Regions from separate parts of the Capsicum annuum genome. Here region 1 is linked to region 2. The links are chromatin contacts, called in public Hi-C maps. All regions are on one chromosome and are shown on one strand. Each heading gives the region's core, a stretch centred on a gene start, on an enhancer-like site or on the middle of the called end of the contact. The rest is flanking DNA. Distances are from core to core; before and after follow the strand shown.

Evidence for each region. Hi-C and Micro-C count contacts between places; a contact is called where the count stands out from the background.
Region 1: a contact with region 2 is called in a Hi-C map of bud, with 1.9 times the contacts expected there. The contact joins two enhancer-like sites. A contact is called at or near these places in 3 of 5 Hi-C or Micro-C datasets (bud, leaf and placenta).

Annotation. Positions count from the first base shown.
Region 1 is chr1:151,379,401-151,382,100 of UCD10Xv1.1, reverse strand. No RefSeq gene overlaps it. Among protein-coding and RNA genes, the nearest start is that of LOC107854914, 69 kb to the right of the region's middle. Within about 2 kb of position 1,415, at least 4 of the 5 cell types and tissues checked have an H3K27ac peak or open chromatin away from gene starts, as enhancers often do. A contact at or near this core is called in bud, where this site is marked.
Region 2 is chr1:151,318,982-151,321,722 of UCD10Xv1.1, reverse strand. No RefSeq gene overlaps it. Among protein-coding and RNA genes, the nearest start is that of LOC107854914, 8.8 kb to the right of the region's middle. Within about 2 kb of position 1,387, at least 4 of the 5 cell types and tissues checked have an H3K27ac peak or open chromatin away from gene starts, as enhancers often do. A contact at or near this core is called in bud, where this site is marked.

The DNA of each region.
Region 1 (2,700 bases), core at 166-2,665, 60 kb before region 2:
GAATATACTATATCCGTGAGTATATTAATTGTGAAATACATTATATCCACCCACATAATAAATGTATCGCACATATACAATATTTCTGTAGCGGAATATATTGGATATATGCACATAATAATAATAAAATATAATGTATCTGCACGCATAATAAGTGTATTGTGTATCCGCACATATTCACTATAAAACCCAAAACTATGTAATTTTCTTAAACTACCACTATGAAGGATAAATAGAGGATTGAGTTAGCTAAACCACATATATTTTTCCCTAAAAGGATTTATATAATGTCTTAGTCCTTCGAAATTCAAACACTAATTATTGACGAGTCATTTCGTTATTTCATGAGATGAAATTGAACAAGGGTTCCCCACAAGTCTTAAATTTGAACAAATAAATGTGATACGTTAGCTTCATGTTTATGAATTCATTGAAAAAATGTTATTCACAATTTCAGATTGATTCATGCTCTCTTAACAACAAATTAAAGAAAATCTTGACCTCAGATATAACAAATCTTTGACAGCTAACGCGCTGCCTGGACCATTCTTTTAAGCACTCAAAAGATAAATCTGAAAAACGTGGACAACTTAATTAGGTTGGGAGGTGGGTGTTCCGTGTAGAGATCTGGGATGGAATCCAGCCTCCGTCTGTCAATTACATTTCCTGTGTGGTTTATGAGCTATTGCACATTGACCAATTACTACAAAATGTTCATCCGAAGGGTAGAAGTTGTGGCAGAGGTTGTGAATGTCCCTCGGGTTCTAAATTCTTTGATTTAAAATGGAATCTCATTTATATCCACGTAAGGAATGCAAAAAAAAAATTAAAATTGTAGACTAGGATGTAGTAATCTCAATTCCCTTTCTATCTACAATGTCCCTACCTTTTTTTGTTAATAATAGAATCATGAAAGCCCAAGATTGTCACTATTACATTTTTCTAGGCATACACAATAACAACGTCCAATAATGTCACTAACAATAATGAGAGTTACCATGCTAGTTCAAACGACGTGATGTTGACGAGACGATAAACCGTATTTTATACGAAATATATATAGCCTTATACTCGAATTTGTGATCCTTTTTATATATACATATGCATGCATATTCGATCCATCCCCGGTGAAAGGCACGCTAAGGGTTTAGTGAGCTAACAATATTGCTCATATATATCAATAATACAATTAAATTCGCGGTATTGCCTCAATCACAAGCTTGTTAAAGAAGTACGAACTGTTCAAAGATGTCAAGAAGTTCCAAATAATGTGTTGAATTCATGAAAAGAGAATGTGTCTATGGGTAGAATTTTGAACTTTTTGATGATTGGGACGTAAGGCTAAAGGTTCATGTTAGAGTATATATAATCACTAATTGCTTGTACTAATGAAGGACTAGTGTATGATTTAGAATAGATGATTGATGACTCGTCATATTTCCACCATATTAATCAAACATTTCCCTTTCATCGTGTTGCCTTTGTAGTCAATGCAAATGATAAGTTCGGTTGCGTCCTAAAATGAAGAAAATATATACATGTTCCATGACCACATTTGATTTGGCTAATGTGTCTATAAATATATGCTTGACCAAAAATTCTGTAGTGGAAATTCAATTATGGAGGTGAACAAATGTGTTTTGATAGTAACATTTCCAATTAATTATTAGTGGTAACTAGACATCTTCGCTTTCACGAATGAAACAACGAAAACTTAAGCAAATCTTGGGGTTTTGTTTCTTTATACTCCCTTTTGACTTGTAAGTTATTCCATATTAATATGACCAATGACCATGTTCACATCAAAGAATTATACTCTATTAGTCATCTCCCTTTCAATTATTTAGCTTTATAACAATAATTTTCTAATTTTCAAAACATCCAAGTAATCCTTGGACCACGAACGCACCTATATATGATTATATGTATTCGTCGTGACCTGAAATGAATTGCGTGTATCATATGACGATTGACCTATCTAATTTTGCACGCGATTTCCCATATCAAATCTTTGATATTTGACTAGATTTTTTCATTTTGAATTATATTAAAAGTACTAAAAATCATGCATATTTTTCTGTAATTAGAAAATTTTGAAATTATTTGCATATCGCATGATCACCAACCTATCTAATTCAGTACACAATTTCCATATCAAATATTTGACATTTTACTAGATTTTGCCGTTTAGAATTACATGATAGTGCTACAAATCATGCAAATTCTTCTGTAGTTAGAAATTTTTTGAAATTATTAAAGAAAACATGATTGATTTCCTCAATAACACTCCTAACAAATGGCTGTTTTGGGGGTGGGAGTGCCTTCTTTGCTTTGCAGGGTGTGGAACATGTAAGGTACACAGATATCAAAATAAATGCAAAAGAAACACACTTTTCTAAACGAAATTTTAATACTGTATCACGTTTTAACGAAATTTTAATACTGTATCACGTTTTTTTGTGGGGGCGCGGGGGGGTGGGGGGTGAAGGGATATAAATATTAAAGATTTGTGTGAAAGAAAATAAAAGTTCGCATGTTATGTTTCCTATACGGACATCCTGATTTATCACGATGGACCTACAATCATTAATGAAGTTAGAGTATTGAATATTATTTTTACAAAATATTAGCTACTTCCATACCAATGTAAAGAGCTTAAATAATTTCAAAAATATGAATCGTAAATAATATTACATCTGA
Region 2 (2,741 bases), core at 138-2,637:
ATTGTCAAATTATATTGACCCTACATAAATCTGTGGGTCAACTCTCCTTTAAAAACCAGAAAGTGAAAACGTCGAAGTACATCCATTTGCTGAAATTAATAGTGAACATTATCAAGTGAACCCTCCAGTAAATTAAAGGTTGTCATATTGATGTACGATTAAGAATTAAGGTACTCGTTCAGTTGTTTCCAACTATAGACCCAAAATCAGGATATAAAGTTTATGAATTCAAAATTTTAGCTTATTAGTTTCAAAGAAATAATTTCTAATTAAAATTATTAAATTCTATCGAATGTATTTCAACCAAGTTAGCTCTGTCTCTGACAACCAAAAAGGTAGACTCACATAGAGATTAAAAAATGGATCAGTATATAATTATTCAATAGAAATTTTAGGTGACCATTGTAATTCGAATTTTTACTTTAATTATTGCACGAAAAAGTAAAACAGATATATAGTTGACTAATGTTATTTCTGTTTCCCCTTTTCCCTTTCTGATGATGAAATTAGGCAACAGGAGGTAGAGAATCACTAATCCTTCTTTTCCCAATCCTCTTTTCATCTTATACTCACCGGCCATGTGAATTTTCTATATATTATTATTGCAAAGATGATACAACTCCAAGAATTCTAACATAAAATTCAAGAACACTTTGACACATGGCATACCACCAACAATTATTTCTAGGATCCTCTCGTTAAGACATAAATGGAAAATAAAAGATTTGAGAGAGAAAATATTTTAGTGTTAGAATAAAAGGTAATGACAAGTGCTCTTAGGTTTTGGTATTAGTAACATAGCTAAAATTTTTATTAGGTGAGTTCAAAATACACACGAATCAATAGATAGAGGTTCAACATTTATTATTTAACATACAAATAATTTTAATAATGTATAACTACTGTAAATTGAGTTTGGGTCTATCCCAAACTAGCTTCGCCCCTATTTAGTACATACCGACAAAAGCACAACGCCAGACGTATGGATCACTAATACTTGAGGATTCGCATCGATTATAGATAAAAGGTCAAGTCATTGCAACCGAATTTCAAACTGTACAATCAACTAATTTCTCATAATTATATAAAAGAAATGACAATTTGGGAGAATATATGTTAACAAAGGGATAAAATTAGGAAGAAGACAAAGGAACATTGATTAAAGTGGAATGAGAAGTGGGGTAGGGAACATGATAAGAAAAGATTGATTACTTGTAATCACATAGGTTTTGGGACATCTTTAATATGTTTTAAAAAATGATATTGGTTTCATAGCAACAAGGGTTGGACAGGCATATCTTGAAATCTTGTCGTGGGGCTATGATGACGAGGAGTAATAGGGGCATGTTGACGGCCCTAACGTGGCTGTATATGAAAACACGGCCGGCTTAGTGATGGATTGCCTACTACTTGTGCTATCATTCGTCCAATTCACCATTGCCCTACCTCATCATCACCCTGATGTGGCAGAACCTTTCCTGGTGTCATCTTGGATATTCCTCCCACTATCCATTTTTGGAAACAATTCAGACGTACATAACTCAAGTGTTGAAAAAATTGTCTTAAATCTCAGCCATTTCAAATATAATTTTTTCAACATAAATTATAGCGATTTCAAATTCTTCTTCTCTATAATTTTGTAGGAAAAAAAGAAGAAAGAAATTAGACCTCTTAGTTGATCTAGGTAGCATCACGCATATATTTTTAGATGATAAACTTTAACTAACTGAAGTGCTGAAAAAATATGCATAGCTAAAGTGCTGAAAAAATTATCTTAAATCTCAGTCATCTCAAATACAATTTTCTCGACATAAATCATAGCAATTACAAATTCTTCTTCTCTATAATTTTGAAGGAATAAAAAAGAAGCTAAGAAAGAAATTAGACCTCTTAGTTGATCTAAGCATCATATATATATATATATATATATATATATATATATATATATATATATATATATTTAGATGGTAAACTTTAACTAAGTGAACTGACCGTAGATAATATGTCATATCAAATAATCACATCAATAAGAATTTAAATTTTTTAAACTCAAATATTACCAAACAAGTAGCTTCACATTTTAGTTTTTTTTTTTTTTTGGATAATCACTAGCTTCTATTAATTTCCAATTTAACAGTTAATGTTGTTGGGTTCGAAATGGAGAGGGCGTCATGCGGATGTTATTAGTTGCAAACTATCGTAGTGATAATTCAGACGACAAAGAAAAGTATACTAAAAAAAATATTATTGATGTAATTTGATCAAGTGACCTACATATTGAAAACTAATATAAAAAAATATTAAAAACTATTGGGAGAAAACTCCCTAAACGAGACTCTTTAAACGACTACCTTGTGGATGTTATTGTGTTATGGTATGAGAAGGGAGGTCTTCTATTTATAGATGTCAAAAATCTTACCTCTAAGAAAGAGGTTAGCCAAATATAAAAAAGAATTATATTTTTTTCTTTCAGGAAAAGTAAAAGTAATTATGGTAACTTTTATTTTCCTTCTAAGAAAAAATAAAACTTAAATATAGTAAGAAAATCAGAGCAAAAACCCTAACAAATCTCCTCTTTTTGGCTTGATTTTCTTCACTTGATCCACCTTCTTCTTGTGCATGATCTTCGTTCTTCATATATATTCTTCATATATCACTGCTGTTTGACATGCTTTAAAAATTGAGCTTTTGGGTTAAAAGTATATGAGCCTTTTTGGGGTTAAAAATATTGGAGCCCTTTT